Regions from separate parts of the Astyanax mexicanus genome. Here region 1 is linked to region 2. The links are chromatin contacts, called in public Hi-C maps. All regions are on one chromosome and are shown on one strand. The core of a region is the stretch at or near the end of the contact, and the rest is flanking DNA. Distances in the headings are between cores, read along the strand shown. Region 1 holds the start of LOC103026644 (polynucleotide kinase 3'-phosphatase). Region 2 holds the start of si:ch211-11n16.2 (zinc finger FYVE domain-containing protein 1).

Region 1 (4,948 bases), core at 1,907-4,406, 200 kb after region 2:
TACATGTGAATTTAAGCACTGATCAGGTTGAAAGGCCTCTGCTCAACATTAATAACAGGTGAAAAACTTGATAATTTCTAAATGTGACAGGGCATCTCCAATCATATTAGACCTTCTTACACATCACCATTCAATGCTCCAGTAGGCACCATTGTGCAAGTTGGTGCTTGAACCCGATGATTGCCGCTTGCGGCTATATTTATTATTATTATTATTATTATTATTATTATTATTATTATTATTATTATTATTATATATTTTTTTATCATTCATTTCAAACAACCTTACAGGATATAGCACCTAATTATAACACAAGTTAACAATCGGTCCAGACCTTGGCCTTTCGAAATTTCCTCTAACTGGACCATAATGAATTCTAGTTAAGATCTTCCCATACACCTTTTTTTTTTCTTCTGTTTCATCTTCTCACAGACACCATGATAAGAACGTGCTGCCCAGACAGGCTGGAGCTGATCACGTCACTGGAGCTGGACAACAAACTGTTAACTGGACTCTGTTGATGTAGCCAAATTAAAAGATACTATCCAGTTGCATTGGATCCTATTGATTTACATGTCATTTGCACTCTCTCTCTCTCTCTCTCTCTCTGGGTTGTGAATGTGTTGATCTATAGAGATACAATTATACATTGTGTTGACCTGTTGATGTACTTTTACTCTTTTCTAAAGTATCTATTGATATATGTTCCTTTTATATATCTGTAATGCTGAAACAATTTTCAAGTAAAAATTAACTTATTTTAAATTCCAGACTTTAACTCAATATCTATCTTTTTATGCTCTGGGATTTCTCACATTCGAGTTTTAGTCATGCTGTGGTAAATTACTCTACAGTAAAAAAGTGAAATCATTTGCTGGTGAGAATTCAGACACACAATTCATAAAATATCTGTTTAAAATAAAAATAAAAAAATACTTCACGTTGGGACATGTTGACTCTTAGATAATTCATGTTTTGTAAATCTTTTTAAACCATAAATCTTTCAAACAGTTATGCATATGTTCATAAGAGGGTGGAGATCCTGTGTATGTTCAAATATATGCTACAAATAAATGCTACAATTTGTACATGTCCCTTTCGTAATAAAGTATTATAAAAAATATAAATATAATTTAATTTCCAAAAAGTTTCAAAGTCCGATTGGAACTCAAACCCAGAAATGAATGATGTATTCACTTTCGCTTTACTTACATGGTTTGATTTGAGGTGCTGTCCTACTGGCTGTAGAATGAACTGTACTTCTTAATATTACAGGTTTATCCAGCTAATTCCGACGTTAAATCGTGATATATTTATGCTGTGCTGTAATTTTACCAGAATGATTTTCTCTTAACTGCCTGCAGGAGGAACTGATAGATCATTAATCTGTAGGAAATTTTAGTCCAGACCCCTCTCCTCCTCCCCTTCGTTCAACAGAGAGTCTATATAGAGAAGAGCACCCACTCCAGACCGTTTACCCTGTTTATTCAGCCTCCAGAGGGCGCTCCAGAATTAATAAGTTCATATGAAGCAACTGAGCAAAATCAGAGTTTATCTTTGCTGTAGTTGGGCAACAAAGAACAGAACACAAAAATGTGACTTTATAGCAAAAAAGTATCGCAATAAACCCACAGCATATATCAAGGATATCGGAAAAAGGCAGTTTGGCTTTGCCATTAGCAAGCGAGCTAACTAACTTAGTTAGTTAGCGTTAGCGCCACAGGCTAGGCTAGCTAAAGATATAATTACTTTGACTGAGTAACATCTAAGGCAAAAGAAGCACTAAATATCTGTATACAGTAAGAGACACTGTACTAAATCCATAGCTAGCATATATCAATCATATCCAAAAGGGGTCTTTTTTCTCTGTGGTTGCTAGCGTTAGCTATCTCATAGTTAGCACCCACGCAGTTCAGAGACAGTTGGGTCGTCTTTTTAGACTCGGATCTATTAATACAGCAGGGAACACAGCACTGGGCCATATTAACAGACTCAATGCAGTGGTTTAAGAGTATTGCGCAATAATATTGGTGCCAAGTATGATAAAAAAAAAAAAAAAAGCTTTAGCGTGTCATAACAAGAAGCCCTTTTTTTTCTGAAGTACGACATAGTAACTTACAAAAAACAGATTTCTTATAATTACAAGATGTTTATTTTATAATTACGACATACAATGTTGTTTTAACAACATTACTTAAAAACAAGATACTTTTTCATAATAATGGGATATGTATTTTATAATTACGACAGTGATTTTTAAAAATAGGTAGTTTCTCTAAATTAGGGGATGTTTATTTTATTATTACAATATCTCAAAAAACAAGATATTTTCTCGTAATTATGACATTTATTTTATAAATACGACACAGTAACTCATAACAACGAGTTAGTTTCTCATACTAATGCTATGTTTGTTTTATAATTACAACATACTATGTTGTTACGACATACTTTGTCGTTTAAACTATATTAAAGCTCATAAAAACGAGAGTTTCTCGTTATAACGACATGCTAAAGTTTTTTTTAGGAGACTTAGGAGCAATACCTTCAGTAGGAACTCACCAACCAATCAACACTGACTAGCAGCAATGCTAGCGCCTTTACTGAATAAAACCCGTTTACTGTAGAGACATTTAACAATATAGACTAGATTTCTTTACTTTTTTAGTAAAATACTTCATTGTACTTTCCAAAATACAATTAATATACAGGGTAAATAGTTAGTTATGTTTTTAAATAAAGTTTTTGCCGTTTAGCTCTATTTTTCTCTATTTATGAAGGACTTTCTCGCGGGCTCTCTCTAGCGGTGCGCAGTTGCATTATCTGATTATAATAATACGGCATAGCGGGCGGTACCGGAAATAGGTAGTCTTGCCATTAAAACAGCTGTGGCTTGACTTCCACTTGGGAAAATCTATTTATTATTATTTTAAAGGGATGTCTCTTTTGTTCTTTTTTAATGTTAACGTTAATAAATCAATATAACGCACTGTATTATTGTTTGTTCTACTTTATCTTGCGTTTAAAAGGTCAAAAAAGTATTTAAAACAATAATATTTATCAGGACGGGTGATAAACTGAGATTTTAGATGTGTTGTAAAGAAAGTAACCCCCCTATTTCCTTTCTGTGTTTTTTCCTGCGCTTTGAAGTGCGTATGGGAAGTGAGCGAGGGCTGGATTGGGACAGAGTGGGCTGTTGAAAGGGACGCGTTGTGTAGCTGTTTAGATAGTTTGTTAGCCGACTAACTATTATCCTTGTTTTCTGTCGTTTTTAAAGTCTTGAAGGCGTTTTAAAGTCGTAATCTGGTCAGTGCGCTGTTTCGCGTTTGGCTGGTTAGTATGTTAGCTGCTTGAAGGTGGTGGAGAGCTGTTTCTGTTTAGTTTAGTGTTAGTTAGCTAAGATATGCTAAGTGTATTTAAATGTTCTGTGATGTAGGATTATATTAATATTAATATGTATAATTCTGATGTGATTTAAAGCCGTAAAATAAATGATAAGTGAGGAATAAGTGTATTAAATCCTTTTTATTTAACTACAGGTTGCTGGTCGTAGAGCGTAGGGAACAGATAAGTAAACGACCGCACTCCTCGGAATGAAGTGTGCACTACTGAGTCCCTCAGGAGCCCGGGTGGAGCTGTGTGATGGACGCGCCCTGATCCTGGGTCGGGGTCCTGAGTCTGGAGTGAAGGATAAACAGTGTTCCAGACATCAGGGTAAATACACCCTTACAGCCTCTTCTGTATTATACAGAGACCCTAAGGCATACCTGTCAAGTCTCCCGTTTTGGCCGGGAAACTACCGTATTTTATTCCTCTTTCCCGCCGTCCTCCCGTTTTAGTATTTTCCCGTAAATTTCCCGTATTATACTAAATAAAAAATATATATAGGCCACAGGCGACAATGCACTGACCGCTGTGTGTCTCTTAACCAATCGTGGTGCCGGTTCAAGGAGAAAGTCCCGCCTTTCAGGAGAAACAGCCAATCAGCTAGCTGGTTTTGCGGAGCGCAGTTTAGTGTGCGGGAAGCCCCGCCCCTCCCCTCGCTGTGAGTTCAGGCAGCTAGTCGGAGCAGCTGTCGTTAAAACTAATCTGGATATACGGAGATTTTTCTAAAAGAAAGGTAATTAACCATGTAAACTGTGATGAGATTGTTTCTGATAGCTGGTTAAAAAGACTCTTCTCTGAATCAAAACATAAATTAAACCCACTGTGTGTTTAATAAAATACAGCTTAACTTTAGAATTAGCTAGATAGATATTCAGGGTTTGAGAAAAAAAAAAAAAAAAAAAAAAAAAAAAAAAAAAATATATATATATATATATATATATATATATATATATATATATATATATATATATATATATATATATATATATATATATATAATGCCCTGCCCTGATGTGCCTGATCAGCCAATAACTATCATTTCCAAACTCTATTAGTTCAGGGCTAGTTTTAGGGTTTGTTAGAATTTGTTTAAATCTCAAGTATTGTGGTAATGTATTATAATGTAATGTAATGTATTATTTAGAAGGGGTGGAAGAGATGGTTGAGCTGGAGAGAGAGAAAATGTGGAGAGGGCTGAAATTAACTGAACTGATCAGGAGTGGACTGAACAATAGAAAGAAGTATTAATGAAAGATTATTAATTGTGTAGGCCCCTTAGGACTATTATTTACTTATGGAATATATCTGATCCATGTCCTTTTTGTAAATTTGTGCACCCTTCAATTTCAATTTTAAATCTATTAAATAAATAAATAAATAAATATATATATATATATATATATATATATATATATATATATATATATATATATAATATATATATATATATATATATTTTTTTTTTTTTTTCCCTCGTTTGGGCTGTTGGGGCGGCGGAAAAAATCCCTTATTTTTAAGTCCAAAACTTGACAGGTATGCCCTAAGGTGACATCATGTTTAA
Region 2 (4,732 bases), core at 169-2,668:
TAATTCCCTCTGTGATCAATAAAATATCTAACCTATCTAGTTAGTTATCTATCTAGTTATCAGTAAGTTGAGTAGTTAACGCAATACTCTAATACATCCGTAATAACAAGGTTTACTAGCGAATCTACACACCCAAACACATACTGACTACAATTAAAGGATTGCAAGATATGTGCTTTGTTAGCATAGCTAATTAACACACTACTGGTTTATGTAACTGTGCGCTTATCTAAATTACTGTAAGCTACTCTTTGTCCCTAGGCTACTGCAGGCGTAGTTTAGCTTAGCATAGCTAGCTACAAAACATTTACTTGTTTTTACACCATTTAAAAAGTCTTTTTAAACTAAGAAACAAAACATGACAGCTAGCTTACTGACTGGGGAGAACCTTGTGGAAACTACACAAAATACTGTCACATGTCCCTCTGTAATTATAAGTATTTATCTACACAACCAAACACTGTCTAAAAAAAGAAGATGGCAAGAATACAGTGCTTTGTTTGTTAGCATAGCTAGCAGCCTAGAGACTCACATGGTTGCTTAGCTTAGCTAGCTACAAAACAGTGACATGTTTTTACACCATTTAAAGTCTGTTTAAACTAACAGACACCTATTCCTCCGTGATTAACGTATTTGTCATTCGCCTGTGAGCTAAATCTGTTTTCTAGACTTTCTTCAGAACTCAAAACTCTAGTATCTTCTTGCTTTGTTTAGTTGTCAGTAAGACAGTTGAACTAACCTAGCTAGCACTACAGTCTAACAAATCCTTAATAATTAGATTAACTAGGTTAGCTATGTTACTAGTTTTAAATAACTTTGTTAGCATAGCTACCTAGCACAGTATTGGTTAACATTAATGTCTTGCACGCTTACCGAAGCTACTACTTAGTTTAGCTTAGCTTAGCATAGCTAACCTAGTGACAAAACACTGACTTGTTTTTACACCATTTAAAGTCTGTTTAAACTAACAAACACAACCTGACAGCTTGCTTAGAGACTGGGGAGAACTGTGTGGCAGCTACACAAAATACTGTCACATGTCCCTCTGAAATCAAATGTATTTATTTTCAGCGTATTTCGTTATTATCTCCCCACAGCTCAGTTAGCCTAGCCTGGCTATTGTTGACATGCACCCTAGATGACGTTCTGAGGGCTCGCTTTAGCTAACTTACCTGCAGAGCTTCGCTTCCATCCACTAAGAGGAAACTCCGGCCTTCCCGCTCCTTCTCCTCTTTCTTGGACGGCGGACCCAGAGAGACCTCTTCCATCTCCTTCAGCAGCATCTCCGACATGTCTGTGAGGAGGAGGATAAAGATGAAGGCAGGGTATCGTACATGAAAGGCGAGTTAGTGAGGGAACTTCACCGCACGGTAGTGTCCGCGGTGCCCGCTCCCTCTGCTCTGCTCTTCCGCGCTCTGTAGGGCGCAGACTGAGGGGCTGAGGGCGGGAAATGTGACACAGCCTCCTGCTGACTGCACTCCAGATGATAATCCAGCTCTGGGAAGTACCTAAAGTTAAGGCCGTAATACTTTATGGAGACCTAAAATTGGGGGATTTACTGCCATTTAACATTAAACATTAAAGACATTTGGCAATTTAAATGTCTCTTTTCATTTGTATGCTGATGATACTCAGATTTATTTAGCAGTATACATAAATGACATTGGGACACTGGCCAATCTTACAAACTATGTGACAGCTATTAAAGTCTGGATGTCTCAGAACTTTCCCAGGTTGAGTGGGGACCAGACAGATGTCCTTATCGTGGGAGGATGTGTCCAATAAGGTGCAGTTAGACCTTGATTATGCTGGGCTGAAGGCAAGGCTGTCTGTTAGTAATGTGGATGTGATTTTAAGGCATGTAAGACCTAGACTCAAGTGGAAGTAAAAGTACTACACACTTTAATAAAAGTACTGAAGTATTCAACATTTTTTTGTAATTAAGTTTGCAGTAGTTTATTAGACTAAAGGACTGAAAGTAAGAATACAATACTGAATTATAAAGTTTTTACAGAAAGCAGTGAAAAGTTCTCAGAGCAAAAGGCAGAATCGGGTTAATTTCTGGATTCACTCAATGATGAGCATTTTAATTAAACCAAGTGCAAAGCATCTTCTGATCTGGCTTTAGTGTTAATGTGGGTGCCGGTGAGATATTCTGTAGAATCCAGCAGGTTGTACATAATGAGGCTTACATTTATATTACTGAGCATTTATGTTCACTTAATAATGCTAAATCTGTAAGATCCACCAAACAAGGGTTACTGACTGTTCCACAAACTAAACTAAACTTAAAGAGTGACCAGGCTTTTGCAGCTTCCAGACTGTGGATCGATCTCCTTGCTGACCTCAGACTTTCAGCACTGGTTCATATTTTTAAGAAACTTATTTTATTCTCTTGTTTTTTAGCAATGTTTTTAGATTCTTTGCTTGGATAAGGTCCAGCTGGATTTTTTGAGTCCGATCTAAACTCTTGTTTCTGAATCTTAAAGATTATGTTGACATTTGATACCTTCGTTCTTCGATCTTTTGTGTTGTAGATTATTTTTGTTTATTTTTATATATTTATCTATTTTTATTTTATCTGTAAAGCACTTTGTGAGATGTGCTAGTACAGTTCTACATAAATCAACATTACTTACTTACTTAAACAGTAATAATACAATTAATATATTGAATTATGTTTTGGTTACTGTGGCAAAATCTTACATAAATATAGCTATAAATTAATATAGCTAGTACCAAGTGTTTACTTAGGAATAATGAATATAAGGCTATGAAATATACACTAATCAAGCATAATAGTTTGACCACCTTTATGCCAATTATCCTTAGGATATAAGAAATCCACAGAGTACAAGGGATTAAAAAATCATTGAGATTTAATGAAGTTTAAATATTTAATGGTTTGATTTATGCATTAGATTTTTCACATTTTTTTGTGTGTTTTAAACTTGGTGAAATTTGCTGTTGAAAAATAATAATTCATGATTAATTCTATATAACAACTTAGAATTTTAAAGTTTGATAACCAAATACAAAATCAGATGCATAAATGAAAATCTGAAACAGGAATGAGTGAGATGGATGTTTAATAGTTGCTAAATTAAGTCCAGTTTTAAAGGGATACTGCGGCTTAAAATTCCCGTAAACTCTCCCTGTTGAGTTATAGTGAAGTTCTCACCAGAGGAGTAATACAAACGTGCTGTGCAGCAGAAAGGTGTGCTTGTGTTCAAAATATAGCATCAGCAGAAACTGTATATTTATTGAATAGAATGTAGAATGTTACTTTTTGTCCTATTTGTTAGCTGGGCTTTTAAAAATACAGTAGACCTGCTGGTGCCACCTGCTGGATAACACACTGAACCCTGACTGCTTTCAGGGTTACTGTTTCACTACTGGTTCAATTCAGGAGGATATGGCAAACCAGTTATTTTATAGAGATTTAAAACTCACGTCCTAAATGTATATTAATACCAGTCAAAATGACATTACATTAGAGATATTTTGCTGAAATTTCATCATTTGTGCTATTCTGAATTACAGTGTAGATATCTGAAATTATGATTTAAAATACTAGGAAAGAAATTATATATCTGTAGCCAATTTGGTTATTTACTTGCAATATGTTTATGAATTACAATACTATGAATTACAAATATAAATGAATCTCTGTTATCATAAAACATTAGTATGGTGTGAATTTCCTTTTGCATCAAACAGCAAAAAAATAAACTTTATTTATACCTTTTATACATAAAAATGCATCTCCAAGTGCCTCACAATGAAATTAAATAAAACACAAAAGTGTAACACAATAAGTAATATCAAACAAATAAAAACAGTTAAAAAGTAAAGGTTTAATTAAATAATATGAAATAAAAAATAAATAAATAAAATACAGAATAAAATAAACAGAATAAAGAACAACAAAGTTATAAATAACAGAAAAGAAGCTAATAAAAAGCTATGTTAAAAAAAGGTTTTTAGCTGTTTTTTAAAGCTAGTAACACTCCATGCCTGACGCATTTTAATTGGTAACGAGTTCCAAATTTTGGAGCGTAAAAACAGAAAGCTGCTTCACCAGTTTTTTGTACTTCATTCTGGGAATATTCAGTAAAGCAGCTCCTGATTAACCTAATGTAGGATTTGGAATATAATCTGTCAGACAGTAATGTATGTAGGTGCTAACACATTAAGCGACTTATAATTTGGATTATTATGTGGAATTACTCTGTAATTATAACTTGTAAAATTGTAGATTTAGATATCAATAATAATATTATTATTGCTAGACAAAATAAAAATATATAAAATTATATTAAAGAGATCTAAATCTGCACATATTCTAAATGTACATTATTACTAGTCAGGATAACTTTCTATTAGAGATTTATTGACCTGCACTATTCCTGTCCAGAATTACATCACAGTAAAGATATCTGGAATATCAATTACTACTAGTAATAAAGTAATTATTATTATTATACCTATAACTGTATTTTTAGTAGGGAAAATATAAGTATGGATAGAGAGAGTAAACTTCTATACAGTGGTTAAGTATAAGAGTATGCACCCATTATCCATATCATCGCTTGCTCAGCTTCACTGATCATATAGGACACTCTGTATTTCTATAATAATTACAGACTGTAGTTCAGTATCTGTTTCAGTACATACTTTTTTATTATCCTACTTTCACCTGTTCTTTAATTATTAGGAGCTAGGTAGGACT

The links. A called contact is a pair of places that touch in the nucleus more often than the background predicts.
Region 1: a contact with region 2 is called in a Hi-C map of blood, with 4 times the contacts expected there. The contact joins the promoter of LOC103026644 here to the promoter of si:ch211-11n16.2 in region 2. A contact is called at or near these places in 2 of 3 Hi-C or Micro-C datasets (blood and muscle).

What each region holds. Positions count from the first base shown.
Region 1 is chr18:32,502,136-32,507,083 of AstMex3_surface, forward strand. LOC103026644 (polynucleotide kinase 3'-phosphatase) reads left to right here and starts at 3,157. Exons shown (of 18, transcript XM_049466915.1): 1 at 3,157-3,306; 2 at 3,540-3,714. The coding sequence starts at 3,594. It overlaps zgc:162193 (TRPM8 channel-associated factor homolog), which reads right to left and starts at 1,580. Exons shown (of 7, transcript XM_049467264.1): 1 at 1,213-1,580. The coding sequence starts at 1,214.
Region 2 is chr18:32,307,667-32,312,398 of AstMex3_surface, forward strand. It overlaps si:ch211-11n16.2 (zinc finger FYVE domain-containing protein 1), which reads right to left and starts at 1,419. Exons shown (of 11, transcript XM_007234519.4): 1 at 1,173-1,419. The coding sequence starts at 1,292.